3 separate regions of the Mus musculus genome follow, and regions 1 and 2 are each linked to region 3. A link is a contact called in public HiChIP or PLAC-seq and promoter capture Hi-C data. All regions are on one chromosome and are shown on one strand. The core of a region is the stretch at or near the end of the contact, and the rest is flanking DNA. Distances in the headings are between cores, read along the strand shown. Region 1 overlaps Rai1 (retinoic acid induced 1). Region 2 overlaps Srebf1 (sterol regulatory element binding transcription factor 1). Region 3 holds the start of Rasd1 (RAS, dexamethasone-induced 1).

Region 1 (2,708 bases), core at 180-2,679, 210 kb before region 3:
CATCATGTCCAGCTCAGGCTAGCCTACCCTCACTGGTGCCACCCACGGGCAGGGTCTAAAGATCGGGGTCTGGCTAGAGGGAGCTCACAGGGGTTCCCAGGCTGCTTGGGTTGGTCCACACTCCAAGCCCCAGTAGTGCTATCCTTACAGAAAGCCGAACTCATCAGGACAGCTTGTCCTCTCCACTCCATGCTCCCAGAAGGACCAGGGCTTACCTTACTTGTTGAAGAAGCAGAAAAGAAGTGTCAAGCTAGTAGCAGGCTGTCTAAATGCCACTAGGCTTTTGACCTTGGGCAAGTCTTTCACCTCCATGGGCCTCAAGGCCTGTGCCAGTTGTCCCTTTTGCTAGGAAAACCATTCCCAGACACCCATGCAACTCTACTGTGTCCCTGTTATCATTGTATTTAAAATGACACCCCTTGTGCTTCCTTCTAGTTCTTCAAAGCACTTACCTTTTGGCCTCATTACCAGTCTCCTCTCGAATGAAAAAAGTTCCATAAGAGCAGGGATTTTTGCCTATTTTATTCATAGCCATGTCCCCATTGCCCAGAACAATAAATATTTATTAAATGAATCATGCTCCAAATGTCACATTAACCCTGTGAAACTAAATCCAGACTAAGAAGTCAGCTGATAAGATACAAGGTATTTGGGCGGACTGAGAGGCATAAACTAGGTAGGGCCACAGGTCTGCTTCATACATTAAACACAGACCTGTTCTTAAGGACGGACGAAGAGTCTACTTCGGAGGTCTGTAGTCAGATGGGGGTTGGAGGCAGCTGTACACACTGGTCCCAAGCAAAGTGGGGGGAGAAGGAGCCAGAGCAGGGCAGCCTTTGCTTTAAGAGGTTACAGGTCAGAAATGTACAGTAGGGATGTTTTTCATTTGCAAAAAATGTTACCAGGGCTGGCAAGATATAATGGCTTAGTGATCAACTTCCATCCCTGAAACCCACAGTAGGGAGCACTAGCTCCTGGAAGTTGTCCTTACACACACACACACACACACACACACACACACACACACACAGACCAAAAAAAAAAGTTAGCAACCAAGTCTCAAGGGTTTTTATTGTTGTTATTTAAAGCAGGGCAAAGTTCAAAAGGACCATCTGTGGGTTGTCACTTGACCATCAGCCCCAGGTGTCAAAGACTGACAAAGTGGACACACACACACCCATGCACTTTAGCTCTTAGCTTCTTGGGCTGGGGACTTGGGTATTCAATGCAACAAGGAGTACCTAGATGTTCTCTGGCTCCAGAGCAGCAGGCCTTGGTAGGTAGGTAGCATCATGGCCCAGGCAAACCCTGAAGTAAAAGGTGAGAGGCCTGGGTGCAGGAAAGAGCTCAAGAGCTAGAGGTAGGAGTGTGGCATGAGCTCAGCTTGTAGAGGTGGTGTAGGAGGTGCCCTGTAACATTCCACAAGAGATAGGTAAGGCCCCACCCCTCCCCCCTCCTGGGACCCCTGCCAAGCTCCCATGTGGGGTTCATGACAGCAGTAATTACATAATTAATGGTACAATGAGCTGCCTCCTAAGGATAAGAGCCTGAAGGTAGGGACTTCAGTGTTTGCTCTTAAGCTCCAAAGCCCTACTCTGGCCCCAGAGTTGCCCCTATAAAAATTGCTCTGATGGTGACCAAGTGGGACAGAGGGACACTACTGGCTTTGTGCTTATCACAGTATTTATTCTTTATCACAGCCTCAGAGGGTGAAGGCCACAGAGCAGTTTCATGAGTGGGTGAGGGAGTTGGTGGGCAGAACAAAAACTATCTAACTAGGACCTGCACTCTTTCCTGCAGCCTTTCCTGTTGGTGTCCACTGACTCTTGAGCCCAGCTTGGCTCAGCCAAGCGTCCAGGTGGAGAGCAAGCAGAGCGCAGAGCTGAGGCTCCAGGGGATGTGTGTAGCTTAAGTCGCAGTGAACTGCCAAGGCGTCGCTGAAGGCCACCCAGGGGCAGGAAGAGGGAAAATGATGAAGGAAGCAAGTGGCTGCCCTCTGGAAGCTTCCAGAACAAACTCCCTCCTACAGTGGCTACTGCCTACCTACCTACCGTGGTCCAGTTCTGAGTTTGGCTGCTAGAGCCAGTGGTCTGGGTACCCAGGTGCTTTCAAAGCAGCTCTTCCTGTGTGCTCATGGGGACTCTAGGTCTGCTCTCGCAGTGGTAGCAGCAGAGGGTCTCTGGCTCATCACAGACAGTCCTGTCTGCAACCTCCTCGGAAGACAGCTTGGCATGGAAAAGCAACCAGCCCCAGGAACTGGGCACATTCTCCCTCAACACTCCAATCCCAAACCCGAAGAAATCAATGAAAATCCAGAGAGAGAGTCAGTAAGTTGTCCACCAGGCTCAGCAGTTACGTGCCCCAAATGCCTCTCTGTCACACAGAAACAGAGAACATGGCTTTCCTACTGTATAGCCCAGCAGGGAAAGATCTTGCTGCTTCCAGGAGTCTGGGTAGAACCTCCCCTGCTGCCTGCCCCAAGGGCTTCTCACTGCAGCAAGCTGACAGCCCAGGAGGTGCAGCCCTGGCCCCTTCTCAGTGCGGGTTCCATATGGGGGAGCAGGGCACTGAAGCCCCTCCTGCACCCGCCCCCAGGGGAGGAAGCCGCCTGTCAGGCCGCCTCGGCGTGTCAAATCCTCTTGCTGCCTAATTGTGAGACGGCGGCGTTTAAAGAAACGCTTTTCTGGCCGCCTGCCACACCGCAAACT
Region 2 (2,801 bases), core at 2-2,501, 240 kb before region 3:
AAGCTTGGCCTCCCAGCAGCCGCTGCCAGCCTCAGCAGCCCCTAGAACAAACACTGTGACCTCACAGGTCCAGCAGGTCCCAGTGAGTGGGTCTGACCAGGAAGGTGGGGGGTGGGGACGCCTGGCTTGGATGCTGCTCGCTTACAGCTTGGCCCCTCCCATCCAGGTTGTACTGCAGCCACACTTCATCAAGGCAGACTCACTGCTGCTGACAGCTGTGAAGACAGATGCAGGAGCCACCGTGAAGACTGCAGGCATCAGCACCCTGGCTCCTGGCACAGCCGTGCAGGCAGGTCCCCTGCAGGTAGATGGCTCAGGCACAAGGGAGACTATGGGGGGGGGGGGAGGGTTGGCTGCGCATGTGTCTGTCCACCTGGTGAGATGCATCTGACCCCACAGACCCTGGTGAGTGGAGGGACCATCTTGGCCACAGTACCTTTGGTTGTGGACACAGACAAACTGCCCATCCACCGACTCGCAGCTGGCAGCAAGGCCCTAGGCTCAGCTCAGAGCCGTGGTGAGAAGCGCACAGCCCACAATGCCATTGAGAAGCGCTACCGGTCTTCTATCAATGACAAGATTGTGGAGCTCAAAGACCTGGTGGTGGGCACTGAAGCAAAGGTACGGCCAAAGGCCTGCGAGACTCAGGTCAGGGTGACCAGGGAAGAAATGGGGCACATCAGCCAGCCGGGGATGGGATTAGGTCAGTCCTCGTCACTTAGTCATATGCATCAACTTGTCTGGGTCTAGGCAGTCCCGTTTGCGGAGTTAGGTCTTATCAAGGGCAGCCTGGATAAAGAAAGCTGGTCTATGCATTGAGGGGGCGTGGTGATGAAGCACAGAAATCCTGTCCTGGAGGAACTGACTCCCTAGGGGAGTAGTGGGAATTGCAGCGGCTGGCTCCCATGTTCGGGGAAGAAACCAGGACCAGTGAAAGTTGTGGTTGTGAACTGGGTGGTCAAGGAAGGTCTCACCGTAGAGAGCTGAGGGTGTAGGGAATGTGAGGTGGAGACAGCAGGGGCCGCAGCTGGGAGACACCGTTGTGAGTATTCACAGGGTGACTTTTATCTCTGCCCTGTGGAGTGGGTACTGTCAGGAGACAGCAGCATAGGAGAGTTGTAGTCAGAAGGAACCGTCCCGTCCAGAGGCCCCGAGGCAGCTGTGACGCAGAGCGGCTCTTACCTGCTCTCGTACCTGTGGTCAGGTCCACTTGGCTGGCTGAGCCCTCTCCCTCTCCTCACAGCTGAATAAATCTGCTGTCTTGCGCAAGGCCATCGACTACATCCGCTTCTTGCAGCACAGCAACCAGAAGCTCAAGCAGGAGAACCTGACCCTACGAAGTGCACACAAAAGCAGTGAGTCCCAGCCCCTCCCCCCCGCCCCCCCCCCCTGCTGTCCTGGCCACTATGCCGTTGCTGTGAAGACACTATGACCATGGTCAGGTTTATTAAAGGCTTACAGTTTCAGGGGTGAACCCATGACCACAGTGGTGGCGGCAGGCAGACAGGCTTGGCGCTTGGAGCAGTAGCCGAGAGCTCAAATATTGAGACAGCCACAAGGCCAAGAGAAAGAGCTAGCTGAGAATAGTGTGGGGTTTTGAAATTTCAAAGCCTACCACAGTGACACCCCTCCTCCAGCAAGGCCACACCTCCCAATCCTTCCCAAACAGGAATGGGAACCAAGCGGTCAAACGGGACCCTCTGAAAGCCATTCTCATTCAGATTGCCACCCTGATGCTGCCTTCTCTATCCCTGCCCAACCTTGTCTCTGGCTCTCACCCTACCTTGGCCCCTGTTTTGAGCATAACAGAACCATCCAAGTCCTGGCGCTTGGCGGCCAGGCCTCTCTCACCAGCCCTGTTCTTTCTGCCTACAGAATCACTGAAGGACCTGGTGTCAGCTTGTGGCAGTGGAGGAGGCACAGATGTGTCTATGGAGGGCATGAAACCCGAAGTGGTGGAGACGCTTACCCCTCCACCCTCAGACGCCGGCTCACCCTCCCAGAGTAGCCCCTTGTCTTTTGGCAGCAGAGCTAGCAGCAGTGGTGGTAGTGACTCTGAGCCCGACAGTCCAGCCTTTGAGGATAGCCAGGTTGGACTCTGCAATATGGCCCCTTCCCTCTCCCAGCAGCCCTGCAGTCTCCTCCACCTTTTAGCCTCGCCTTTGGGGCTAGCTGAGCTCTATGCCCTTACCTCCCTTGCTCCCTGCCAGGTCAAAGCCCAGCGGCTGCCTTCACACAGCCGAGGCATGCTGGACCGCTCCCGCCTGGCCCTGTGTGTACTGGCCTTTCTGTGTCTGACCTGCAATCCTTTGGCCTCGCTTTTCGGCTGGGGCATTCTCACTCCCTCTGATGCTACGGGTACACACCGTAGTTCTGGGCGCAGCATGCTGGAGGCAGAGAGCAGAGGTGAGTCAGGTCAGCCCAGGTGTTGTCGGCAGAGACCTTTGGGACTTTGGATTTCCGGAGAACTGAGTTCTCAGACCTTTTCTTTGCCTGTAGATGGCTCTAATTGGACCCAGTGGTTGCTGCCACCCCTAGTCTGGCTGGCCAATGGACTACTAGTGTTGGCCTGCTTGGCTCTTCTCTTTGTCTATGGGGAACCTGTGACTAGGCCACACTCTGGCCCGGCTGTACACTTCTGGAGACATCGCAAACAAGCTGACCTGGATTTGGCCCGGGTAAGGGGCTGACCCTGAGGAGGCGGGGTGGGGCCCCGGGCCTGGAAGGTGCTGGGTGCCTCTGCTCACTTCATTTTCTCCAGTCTGTCTCATCCCCCGCCTTCAGAGCTCCTGACTCTAGGG
Region 3 (2,790 bases), core at 73-2,572:
TTATCATTTAGCACAGGGACCACCAAATCAATACACCTACGTTGCATGGGCTCCAGGCAGGATGCCCACTGCTGATCTAGAGACTGGGTTTCTGTTGAAATCCTGGATCATAGTGCAAGCATCTGGATGGGTGGGAATGACTTTAGCCCTGCCTGTGGGACACCAAGACTGCCTGGATGGGCAAGGGGCATTTGTCAGCCACTCGGTCTCTGGGCCTCTCCTAAATAAGACGAGGTCAGAGCAGAATAAACACAGCTCACCTGTGTCGTCAGTTACAAGCAGCAGACGCGTCCCGTTTCTCCTCAAGCATCACTCAGTCCTGGTTACTGATCAACCTGCCACCGGCTTCCTCCCCTAGGCAGCCTCCCTGATACTATACTTTTATTGTTCTGACCAGGCCCTGGTCTCGGAACGTGTTTGTACTTAATCTTTACAATCAAGGAACCAGTGTCATCTTTCAGAAAGGGAAACTGAACTACAGTGAAGGTTGTGCTTCCAGGCCTCCTCTGAGATCATCGGCCCCAGTCAGCCACCTCAGTGCAAAATGACGATGAATTGGCCCACGAGAGGGGAAAGTCCCGAAAGCCATAGGAGGCTGTAGGTACTCTGGCCTGTTTTGATTTTTTTTTTTTAAAGGGGCTTGTCTCGAAGTATGAAGTCAGGTACAGACTCTCCTCTACTGAGGTCCCCATCGATCAGATTCTCTCTAGTTGGGAAAGTAGAGCACAGGAAGTCCATGACAGCGCTCCCCGTCAGGGTCCCCAGCCAGCCTCCTGCCCCTCTCCAGAGTGGCCACAACCTTAGGCATCCCAGCGGGTCCGTGGGGCTCCCTGCTTCCCTCTGGTGGCTGAAGCGCAAAGCGCGGACGATAACATAGAAAACCCACAAACACCGGACACTAAGCCCAGGAGAGCACCAAGAGTCCGGGGACCTAAGGGGTTGGCCCTGGGGCAAATGTCCAGCAAATCTGTTGCTATCATCAGATAATATTTTTTGGGGAAACTAAGGCCCAAGAAAAGTGGGTGTCTGTGCACTAGTGTTAAGAGAATGGAGATCCCAGAGGTAAGTGAATCAAAGGCACAGCCAGGACCTCTGCGGCCAAAAGTGGGAAGCGCCGGATCCCACTGGCCGTAGTTTGGATTTAGTTTTCCTTTCAGCGCACGTAGGTCTGAAGAGGAGCCTCAGGCTCCAAGGCGGAGGTCGCTGCGTCTAGGAGGAGCTGGGCGCGTCCGGGGGCGGGACGTGACGCACCTTAGCTGGGAGGTGCCTGGCCGGGCTTCGGCCAACTGAATATAAGGGCGGTGTGGGGCGCGGAAAGCCTGAGCCTGCTGTCTGTACCCAAGAGCCCAGACCAGCTCGCGCAGTCCCGAAGCCAAGCTCTTCCGTCACTCCGGAGTTCTCTGCAGCCCTCTCTCTACCTTCTCTCGGCCACGCATCCGCCCCTGGGGCCCCTCTACCCAATGAAACTGGCCGCGATGATCAAGAAGATGTGCCCAAGCGACTCTGAACTGAGTATCCCGGCCAAGAACTGCTACAGGATGGTCATCCTCGGCTCATCCAAAGTGGGCAAGACGGCCATTGTGTCGCGCTTCCTCACGGGCCGTTTCGAGGATGCTTACACCCCTACCATCGAGGACTTCCACCGAAAGTTTTACTCGATCCGCGGCGAAGTCTACCAGTTGGACATACTGGACACATCCGGCAATCATCCGTTTCCCGCCATGCGGCGCCTCTCTATCCTCACAGGTGAGTGGGGAGTCGACGGGGATAGGGGGACCGGAGTCTTGAGGGGAGTGGATGGGGCTGGTGTGTTGTGCTTGGGGCTTGCCCCTTCACCTGGGGTGTCTGCAGCTCTGTGCCTGGCAGCTGTCCTCACCTTTCCCACTCGTTCCCTTATAGGAGACGTTTTCATTCTGGTGTTCAGCTTAGACAACCGCGACTCATTCGAAGAGGTGCAAAGGCTCAAACAGCAGATCCTAGACACCAAGTCCTGTCTCAAGAACAAAACCAAAGAGAATGTGGACGTGCCGCTGGTCATTTGCGGTAACAAAGGGGACCGGGACTTCTACCGGGAAGTAGAGCAGCGGGAGATTGAGCAGCTGGTGGGTGACGACCCTCAGCGTTGTGCCTACTTCGAGATCTCAGCCAAGAAGAACAGCAGCTTGGACCAGATGTTCCGTGCGCTCTTTGCCATGGCCAAGCTGCCTAGCGAGATGAGCCCCGACTTGCACCGCAAGGTATCTGTGCAGTACTGCGACGTACTGCACAAGAAGGCTCTGAGGAACAAGAAGCTTCTGCGTGCGGGCAGCGGAGGCGGGGGCGACCACGGCGATGCCTTTGGCATCTTGGCGCCCTTTGCTCGCAGACCCAGCGTGCACAGCGACCTCATGTACATTCGTGAAAAAACCAGTGTCGGCAGCCAGGCTAAGGACAAGGAGCGCTGTGTCATCAGTTAGGAGCCCCCAGGGTCAGCCACACAACCTGAGGACCTTTTTTGTTCAAAAGTCAAATCGGATTCCTGGACTAGCGGTCCGTGCCACAGGAGCGCCAATTGGCCTTCTCCTTCCCTCCCTGAGACCCAGCCCGGGGAGACCAAGCCAGTAAGGGACAGTCACCTGCTGTGAAAGGAAAGAGAACTAGCTAAGACAGGAGCTGTCACCTCCGATTCTGGGATGCCAGGACCCAGCAGAGGGGCGCTTGGCATTTTTCTCAAGAGGTTTGAGAAAAAGCGTGTGAAGTTCATCAGCCTGTGAGACTTAAAGTAACTGTCCTGCTCGCTTCAGGGCAGGA

The links. Promoter capture Hi-C pulls out the DNA fragments that hold promoters and counts their contacts. HiChIP or PLAC-seq counts read pairs in DNA pulled down with a chosen protein or histone mark.
Region 1: a FOXA1 HiChIP or PLAC-seq map of pancreatic cancer cells shows a contact between it and region 3. The contact joins the enhancer-like site here to the promoter of Rasd1 in region 3. A contact is called at or near these places in 3 of 39 promoter capture datasets (hippocampal neurons and liver), 5 of 484 Hi-C or Micro-C datasets (the P5424 cell line, cortical neurons, embryonic stem cells and 1 more) and 3 of 115 datasets of contacts at active chromatin or transcription factors (embryonic stem cells and pancreatic cancer cells).
Region 2: a promoter capture Hi-C map of liver shows a contact between it and region 3, with 2.1 times the contacts expected there. The contact joins the enhancer-like site here to the promoter of Rasd1 in region 3. A contact is called at or near these places in 2 of 39 promoter capture datasets (liver and pre-B cells), 11 of 484 Hi-C or Micro-C datasets (the AML12 cell line, B cells, ECoMG myeloid progenitors and 8 more), 2 of 115 datasets of contacts at active chromatin or transcription factors (embryonic stem cells and pancreatic cancer cells) and 3 of 9 other capture datasets (adipose tissue, embryonic stem cells and pancreatic islet).

The regions. Positions count from the first base shown.
Region 1 is chr11:60,177,427-60,180,134 of GRCm38.p6, reverse strand. All of the region lies in intron 2 of Rai1 (retinoic acid induced 1), which reads right to left. Among named protein-coding and RNA genes, the nearest start is that of Mir6921, 22 kb to the left of the region's middle. Within about 2 kb of position 1,429, at least 17 of the 459 cell types and tissues checked have an H3K27ac peak or open chromatin away from gene starts, as enhancers often do. A contact at or near this core is called in pancreatic cancer cells, where this site is marked.
Region 2 is chr11:60,203,676-60,206,476 of GRCm38.p6, reverse strand. It overlaps Srebf1 (sterol regulatory element binding transcription factor 1), which reads left to right. Exons shown (of 19, transcript NM_011480.4): 3 at 1-82; 4 at 167-304; 5 at 400-621; 6 at 1,244-1,355; 7 at 1,876-2,090; 8 at 2,211-2,406; 9 at 2,500-2,678. Among named protein-coding and RNA genes, the nearest start is that of Mir6922, 2.7 kb to the right of the region's middle. Within about 2 kb of position 1,251, at least 6 of the 459 cell types and tissues checked have an H3K27ac peak or open chromatin away from gene starts, as enhancers often do. A contact at or near this core is called in liver, where this site is marked.
Region 3 is chr11:59,963,476-59,966,265 of GRCm38.p6, reverse strand. Rasd1 (RAS, dexamethasone-induced 1) reads left to right here and starts at 1,322. Exons shown (of 2, transcript NM_009026.5): 1 at 1,322-1,746; 2 at 1,900-2,790. The coding sequence starts at 1,461. The coding sequence ends at 2,456.